Linked DNA regions of Bicyclus anynana: region 2 is linked to region 1. The links are chromatin contacts, called in public Hi-C maps. All regions are on one chromosome and are shown on one strand. Each heading gives the region's core, a stretch centred on a gene start, on an enhancer-like site or on the middle of the called end of the contact. The rest is flanking DNA. Distances are from core to core; before and after follow the strand shown. Region 1 overlaps LOC112053005 (AP-3 complex subunit sigma-2). Region 2 holds the start of LOC112052329.

Region 1 (4,766 bases), core at 649-3,148:
TATATTTATTTTCTTAAAATGCACAAAACTGAAAACTGAAGGTGCATGACCGGATTCGAATCCACACCCTGCGGAATCGGACGCAGAGATCATATCCACTGGGCTATCACGGCCACTGCCTATAGATATACCTATAGATATAAATATTATTCGCTGCAGTTCAGTACCTAGATATTTTTTTTCTACAAGTTAGCCCTTGACTATAATCTCACCTGATGGTAAGTGATGATGCAATCTAAGATGGAAGCGGGCTAACTTGTTAGGAGGAAGATGAAAATCCACACTCCTTTCGGTTTCTACACGACATTGTTCCGGAACGCTAAATCGCCAAGGATGGTAACTAGCCACCCCACCAGCCAGACCTGCACCAATTACGAAAACCTCAATCGGCCCAGCCGGGGATCGAACCCAGGACCTCTCAAGTAAATCCACCGCGCCACGGAGCTCGTCAGATAAGTAGGTAATATGGTGTCAATAAGGTATGTAACAGCTTTTGCAAAGTGATCTAGTAATCTACTTAATAAATAAACATTGCTCATTATTACCCTGATACAAATTACACTAATACCATAAATCTTGACATAGCTGGGCACCGTTAATCAAATAGTTAACTTCGTTAATCGTTAGTCCGCTACAAAAAAGGTTAGCTTCGTTAAACGTTAAAGCGTTACATGTCGGAAGAATTAACGCAAGTTAAAGTTAATCGTTAATCTGTTAATATGACTGGTTAATATTGCATTTTTATATCATTGTGTGAGATCCCCATTGCAAAAATAAAGGTGAGCACTGGAGAAAAATGCCATAATTTGTTTTTAGTTGATTTTTTCTATAATTTTAACATAAATATAGTAATTTGTTGATTTCTTTGAAAAAAAATCTTTCATAATTTCTTACTTGTCTAAACCTGTTAATCACGTCGCGCGGTAAATAGTAAGCATTGGATTAACGATTAACGGACTTCTGCACATTAACGGAAGTTAACGGGTCCGTTAACATTTTTAAAAGTTAACTTAAAAGTTAATCCGTTAATCAAAATGTTAACTTCGTTAATTAACGATTAACGGATTAACGAGTTAATGCCCAGCTATGAATCTTGATATAGAATATCAACATGCGGGCGGCTGATGGAGATTTTATTTGCTTTTAAAACACATAAACATACCTGTATTATTGTTTAAAGGTAAGTCTATGTGGCTCACGGGGTCCAGGGTTCGAGCCCCGCAGGCTATACGTAACTTTGACGTATGTTAGTTGACTTAAAAGAAATAGAGATTCTATGTGAAATGTCATCCGGTGCCTAGGTACTGACAACTTATTTGACAGTTGAATTGATATTCATTTTATTAGATTGTTAATAAATACCAAATTAATGAATAAGCTAGTCGGTTCGATGTATTTTCATTCCTGGTTCGATTTGTGAATTACGTAGCTTTTGTTACTTCTATGAATTTTTCAGTTAAAATTTTCAGCCCGGAGTGTGGAAATTGGTGGTTTCACACCCCCGTGTCTCGGAGCGTTAAGCCACTTTGTCATTAACAGCTGAAAGTGATTTAAAGAAAAGTCAAAATATTATTATCTTAAGCTCGCCTACCCGCATTAGGTTACCAGCGTGGTGTCTAATAAGTTTCATATTCCCATTCATGTAAGGAGGCCTTGCCTTATAATGGTATAATGGGCCGTCTAAATAGATGAATACATACTCTTTCACTAATGTTTTTATTTTCGAAAATGAATAAATCTCTTTTAAAAATAAAAATATATTTTTATGTACAACCACGCCATCTATTGTGAAGTAGTGAAACAGTTACTGCTGCCATCTGTCAATCAGTAGATAAACTAATATTAAAACAAAGTAAACCTTGAAACCAACCATAACCGTAATAATGTAGTTTAGGAATTCTGTAACAGATGGCGCTAATTTCAGACGTAGTCGCGAGATGGCACTCTAAACCATCGCAGCCTTAACATTTAATCAATACTATTTATTAAATTCATAATTTAATTATTATCTATTTTGAGGTACCTTATTAGTAATAGTTTTCTAAGAAAAAGGATCATAAAACTCATTTTGTTGGCCTGTCTGAATAAATAAATAAATAAAATTTTTAAATTATGCCACATGGACAAACAAAATAAAACAACATATTTTCATATAACATAAAATATATTTCTTATAAACTAAATATTTATAATTATTTATACACGAATATCATAGAATTATAGAAACCTAGACCCCGTGCCTCGGAGAGCACGTAAATCGATCCTGCGCCTAACCAGTGTGCCGGCAACTTGAATAAGGAGAGTGCACCGGTGTTTATGTACACAATTGTGCACTGACACATTTTCCGTATAATTAGACAGGATCAAAATAAGTTATATCGAAATTCGGTTGAGATTATCATTAGAAGCTTAATAAAAAATCCAATCAACATGAAAAAATTGCAATTTTGGAATGTAACATTTTTGTTTTTAATATAAACAATAAAAAAGTAATTAAACTAAACAATACATAGTTTTTACAAATAATTGCAGTTTACATTCATTCTCCTGGAGTCTCGAGTCTCCTCTTAGAATGAGAGGGGTTAGTTAGCCCAATGGACCACCACGCTGACTTCACACACGTAGAGAATTTTAGATTATTTAAATTAATTCCTTGATTCGAAGGGCGTAGGTTCGAATCCGGTCCGGGGCATGCACCTCCAACTCCCTTAAAAAAACTCGAATCTCAGAAATTTGAAATTATTCTCCATAGAAATATATATTGTATTTTCTATATAAACTCTGAATTAGCAAGTATACTTATATTATTTAGTAAGTGAAAATTGCATTGTACATAACAATATAAAGTTTCTGGTGTCAAAATTTTCCTTCATTTCGTTTGGTACTAAACCATGGCTCAAGGGCTGAACAAATCTGGACGAAATTTGTTACAGAAAATAAATTATAGGCTACTTTTTACACCGACATTTTCACAGGAATGGGATCTACGTAAGTAAAACCACGGGGCACAGCTAGATATTAATAATAATATACTAATTAACGTACGTAGGTAATTATTCTATAACTTGGGCAAAATAATTTCGAGATTATTGCAAAATCGTTAATCCTAACATCGCAAAGTAATTTTTTCTTTAAAATTGGTATTTTACAACTTTTGCGGAATACTGCAAAGTATTCGAGTCGAGGTGTATTCCGCATCAAAACAAATGAATAGACTAAAATGTGTTAATGTCCGCTCAGAGATTGCATTTCTGACAAGTCGTGATCGAACGGGACAAACATATTCAATTACAATAGCCACGTTTTTTGTCTCATCACTACAAAGACAAACAGTTGGCATAACCTTGAAACTGCGCAATTCAACAATCTTGTACGCCAGCTCGAAGTTACATTGCCCATTTGATCAAAACCTGTCATAAACGCAATCTCTGAGCGGCTGAACTTTAGTATTGACTCTACAACAGAATTAAAGACTTAGCGGAATTCTGCAAAGAGGATGATACCATTGGCAGCAAAACAGTGATAGACTAAAAAAACGAGTGCGCTTTAGCTCACATTACAACGACCGTTCTCTTCCCCCGATTACACTTTTCGTAACGCATTAATCACAAGTCAAGCGTGCGTAAAGAAGTTTTACATCAAAGAGTGTTAATATCGACTCTACAGCAGTCAATAGGGTTGACACAGTCATGTCAAATTTAATATATACAATATTAATTTCATGTAGTAGGTACACATGCATGTAATAAGGGTCCGAAATATATCGATATCATTTAGTAAATTAAATAAGGATTTCATAGAAAACATAATTTAAAAATTATGTATTTAATCAATTTTTCCAAACTTCAAAAACGCTGTCGTTCATTTTGTGACGTCACGATTTTATATCATGTCACTAGAGGAATAAACGACAAACTAATTATTAAGTTAAAATTTCACCAAACACTCTGTTAAGTTAACGTCATCATAAAACATTTAAAATATAGACCATCATGGCCGACAGCGTTTTGGCTTGTATTGTCAAAATAAAATAATAATTTATTTTCAATCTAGTAGAATGCAAATGGACAAATTAAGGCGCTTAAAAAAACTGTCAACGGGCCTATTAAAAACTAAGCGGAATAGACACTTTTTTAATGGTCTTAAAAAGTTAATTTAAAGTAGACTGAAAAAAAATTCATATTTTTTTGAGACGTGATGATGACGTGACATGACAATTTTAGTTTTTAAATATGTTTTTGACAATACCAGCCAAAACACCTGTCGGCCATGACAGTCTATATTTCAACTGTTTCATGACGTCACTATAATAAATCCCATACAAACGGATTAGTTCGATGTTTAGTTACAAAATGGACGTCAGCGTTTTTGACGGAAAAAATACGTGATATTTAAATTAAGTTTTATAAGAAATTCTTAACTTTGATATTGATATTGATATATTATTATATAAATTTGATATTGATATATTTCGGACCCTAATTTCATGAAGTACACGAAATTAATATTTTATGTATTAAATTTGATATAAGTCAACCTTTTTAAAAAAAGTGTCAACTAGCCTAATAAAAACTTAGCGGAATTCTGCAAAGTGTCACAGAATCGTGCAAAATGAGTGGCAAAGTCTGTTAATGTTTGTTCTTCTTCTTCTTTCTCCTTCTCCTGTCAGCGTAATTGCAATCAACTGTCCCGCTCAAGTCCTGGTATCCATCGGACTTGTGACTTTCGTAATTCGGAAAATTTATACCTTCCGTCTGTTGGTAGTT
Region 2 (4,766 bases), core at 952-3,451, 230 kb before region 1:
ATGCACGCCATTGACGATCAATACTTAATTCTCACATTTCTGCAGCACCCACGACTATAACTGATCGTGTACCTGCGTGACTTATGAAACGTCTTCGCTGCCGATTGCGCTGCAGAAACGTGAGAATAATTGACCGTCAATGGCTGACTTTAGTGTTAATAATCACTTCAGTCTAAGGGTTCATTTACACGAGCAGCATATTGCCAACGACAGCTGGCAACTGCTACCGACGACTGCAGTCTACGGCAGTCACAGTTGACGTCGGTTGCAGCAGTCGACTGCCGAGACGTCGGTGATGCAGGCGTCTGCCGTTGACTGCAGTCAACTCGACTGCCTTGGACTGCAGTCGGCGACTGCCTTCGGTTGCCGCCGAGACGTCGTCGACTGCAGTCGTCGGTAGCAGTTGCGGCTTGTGTAAATGCACCCTAACCTACAAAACCTTGCGATGAAGCAATTGTACCTATTATTTACTGTCATTATGTAACAATATAACAAACTAGTGGTTGTTATAAATGAAACTCCATTACCGTTAAACTGCCGTCTGGTGTATCATTATATAAAAGTACCTCCATACGTTAACAGACATACAACATGACATGTACAATCTTATCTATACTAATATTATAAAGCTGAAGAGTTTGTTTGTTTGCTTTAACGCGCTAATCTCAGGAACTACTGGTCCGATTTGAAAAATTCTTTCAGTGTTAGATAGCTTATTTATCGAGGAAGGCTATAGGCTATATATTATCCCCGTATTCCTACGGGAACGGGAACCACGCGGGTAAATCTGTGCGGCATCAGCTAGTGAAAACACTTGTCCTATTTTATACAGAGGCGTGTAGGTACTTCATACATCCATTAAAGTACTGTACATCTAAAGAAATATTTTTCTTAATACTTATTAAGTGTCGATTTGCACAGTTTGGTTGATCTTACTATATAGTGCATACCCTGATCGACAACTTTATGCACGCCACTGCCCACATAGATGCCGTTCCCGTGAGGATACGGAGATGAAATTGACACTCGCAAATAACGTGACTTTCTAGTGGTAAAAGAATTTATAAAGTTCAGTTAGATTCAAAGATTATACCACCCCCTATAAATACCACATACCTACTTTACCTCTTTTTATTATTTGTATACGAGTAGAGAGACCGTGATAGTCCAGTGGATATGACCTCTGCCTCCGATACCAGAGGGTGTGGGTTCGAATCCGGTCCAGGGCATGCAGCAGATGCACATCCTACTTTTCAGTTGTGTGCATTTTAAGAAATTTAATATCACGTGTCTCAAACGGTGAAGGAAAACATCGTGAGGAAACCTGCATACCTGAGAATTCTCTTAATTCTGTACGAGTGTGAAGTCTGCCAATCCCCATTGGGCCAGCGTAGACTAAGGCCTAACCCCTCTCATTCGGAGAGGAGACTCATGCTCAACAGTGAGCTCAATATGAGTTGTTAATGATGATGATGAATATGAGTAGAAGTATAGATTATGCCTCGTTGGTCCTGTAGTTAGACTATGGCTTCGGATTACGAGGTTCTGGGTTCGAGTCTACTATGAAATACTGAGCTTTTCTTTCTTCTAAACAATTTTCAGTTTAAATTGTTAGCCCGATGTTGGCAAGCTGGCTATACACCTATATCTTTAGACGCTATATAATAGTTAGTGACGACTCTATAAGGATGTCTTCTCTTCCTCTGAGGGAGGCCTAGCTTTGTAATAGTTAGTGACGACTCTATAAGGATGTCTTCTCTTCCTCTGAGAGACCCCTGGTCTTGTTACAGTTAGTAACGACTCTATAAGGGTGTCTCCTCTTCCTCCGAGGGAGGAATGGCCTTGTAATAGTTAATAACGACTCTATAAAGGTGTCTCCTCTACCTGGAAGGGAGGCCTGGCCTTGTAATAGTTAGTAACGACTCTATAAGGAGTCTCCTCTGAGACTCGGTCCTCGGCTTAGAGGAGTGTTGCGGATCTAAGCTTCAAATCTATACTAGTTTTATTTGAAACCTATTCATTGTTATCTAATTTCGAAGACTCACCTTTGCCATAATCAAGTGTTTCGTTTATCTTCAACAGGTATCACTTGTTACCGACACTGCAGTATTTTGAATAAAATCGAATTTAAGCCGGTAAAACAGTACACTACTAGCAATACCAAACAAGCGCTCTGTTGTGATCAGAATGATAAAAATAAATTGCTTCTTCAATTCATGATTCGTATCATCAAAGATTAAGTAGCACGCAGTTGTAACATTAGGTATGGATGTTTAAAATAAACTTTAAGCTCTCATTGTATATTGGTTCAATGAATATTTTTTTTTAATTATCCGCAATAAACGTATGATGTGTCTGAGTAGCAATGCCAAAAATATCATAGTAAGTCATATTAGGTACCTAGATAGGTACCTAATATGACTTAGACTTTAGGTAGATACCTAAACTAATTTCTGCTGTTATTCGGTCGATTTTGATGGAAGTACGCAAATTATACATATAGGAAGTAGAATAATAAGAAGCTTCATTCCGAATTTGTCTGATTGTCCTTTAGGACAAAAGCGGAAAGCCTAGGAAAAGTTTGGCTTTTCCACAGTTCTTGATTCCTTGCAGATACCCAGTTGACACCTGCCACCTGTCTTTTTTCGTCCGCCCATCTCTGTTTCGGTCTTCCTCTTCTTTGCATATGACTTGTATACCATTGCATGACCGTTTTTACAAAGTACTTAGAATAGATCTCAGGTAATATTAGTTGTAGGTACCTCAATAATAATATCGAAAATAAATTGATGTTCTGGGTAACAGTTCTGGGTAGGAATGTATCTAACCGAGATTCCTAATTTCGAATATATCAGTTAGTAGGTAGGTACCTACCTACTGGCACGACAGTTGACAGAGAGGTTCTTCGATATTATTCTTTGATCGCTGTACATACCTATAAATGTAGCTCTAAGTACACCTACACCCTACACTACAGAATACAGAAACCTACACAATACGTGCCCACCAAGCCCATAATCATAATCATCACAACAACTTGCTGACATGAAAATGGCACTGCATGACATAAGTGGGCATATTAAATCATTATAGCAAGGATCAATTACCATGTACCCGCTGCAGTGCCTACTCATGAAACTTACATGGAATAGCGATAATTACAAAATAATATAACTTTACAAACTCCGAAACTACGGAATCAATTTTGATTAGAAAGACTGGACTTTATTAAAAAGAATGTATGATTGTTATCTATATTACAAGAATATTAGTAGGTAGATATTGTAATTAGTTATCTCGTCACTTAAAAGTAGGAACTCTACCCTACCTTATATTCAATGTACTCTATGTCGGAACGTATTTTCTAAAATTCCATTCAAATACAATTCCCGCGAAAAAGGAAGGAATTTTACAGTATTCAGAACTCAAAAATAGATGTCGCTTTACAATGTACTTAGTTATTTAAATTCGGTACAGAGGGCACTGAGTGTACTACATCTTTTAGTTCATAGATATTTTTATAGATGGCGATGGCGAATAGGTAAATATTTATACTACTGGACAACAGATGTCACTATTTAATAATATCAAAAATTATTTATTAAAATTATTGCTGTTTTCAGTTTTTTAATAATGGAATTTAGTTTATTAATTGATTAAGGAAATAAAAAAAACATTTGCTAATAAATGTATTTTTTTACTTTAGTTCAAATCGTATACTTTTTCTGCTACTCGGCAATAGATGTCGCTGCAAGTATCAAAAGAAGTTAGATTATAGAGATAATTACCAAACGATAACAATGTCAGTTATGTTTTGCGGTAATCAAGTTACGCCATTAAATCATACACCCATCGCCATTAACTCATTAATGTGAGCATTATTATGGTTTTTTCATCACGAAACAGCTTTGTAGAACCATTATTGTTTAACGTGTGTAGGGGAAGGTGAGGTATAATGATCCCCTTAAGGGAAAAACTCAACTGTGGCTAAAGTGTAAGGCAAAATCGCAAGATTTCTATTGTTGAAGGTAGTGAATTTACTTTACTTTGTAACTGCTTATTTATTTTTTATTATTTAATTAGTATTTTTTTGTATTAGAGTTTCTTGCAAAAGTTAAGTAAAGGATCATTTTATACACACCTATGTATAAAATGATCCCTGGGGTAGGGGTAAAATAATCCCAGGGATCATTTTATACCTCAAGTTGATAAATATGAACGAAATAAAACAGCTGTTTAATTTAGTCATAATTATGTATTGTGCATAACAATTTCAGTATGTAAGCAAGTTACACAAAACTAGACTTTTGCAGTCTTCTAGTTTCATTAGAGATCTTCTTTTTGTAATTATCTACTACTCAATCAACAAAACTAAACATTAAACATTGCAACAAACTTTAAAAAGGTTTAAACAATCAACAAAGTCAAGCAATAAGTTAACAAATAAACCTAGTCAAACAATCAACAAAGTCAAGCAATAAGTTAACAAATAAACCTAGTCAAGCAATAAGTAAACAAATAAACTTTTCTTCTGAATAAAAAAAAACAAATAGGCTTATTTCTATCAAATTTTTTTTTATCAATGTCATAAATCAATAGAAAAATCAACTCTTTATTAAAAAATAATTAGTTTCTTGTCAAGAATTTAGAAATAGACCTATAGCTTTAATTTTTTTTTCACATTATGAAATTGATTACTAGAAAGGCAAATATCGCAAGTAAAGTCGCCTTCATCGTCACTATCTATTCCCGCACAAGCTTCATGT

Evidence for each region. A called contact is a pair of places that touch in the nucleus more often than the background predicts.
Region 2: a Hi-C map of whole body shows a contact between it and region 1, with 7 times the contacts expected there. The contact joins the promoter of LOC112052329 here to the enhancer-like site in region 1. A contact is called at or near these places in 2 of 2 Hi-C or Micro-C datasets (whole body and whole larva).

What each region holds. Positions count from the first base shown.
Region 1 is chr18:14,186,538-14,191,303 of ilBicAnyn1.1, reverse strand. It overlaps LOC112053005 (AP-3 complex subunit sigma-2), which reads right to left. Exons shown (of 6, transcript XM_024092261.2): 6 at 2,146-4,766. Among protein-coding and RNA genes, the nearest start is that of LOC112053005, 8.2 kb to the right of the region's middle. Within about 2 kb of position 1,898, at least 1 of the 8 cell types and tissues checked has open chromatin away from gene starts, as enhancers often do.
Region 2 is chr18:14,413,397-14,418,162 of ilBicAnyn1.1, reverse strand. LOC112052329 reads right to left here and starts at 2,201. Exons shown (of 18, transcript XM_052887031.1): 1 at 2,046-2,201. The coding sequence starts at 2,054.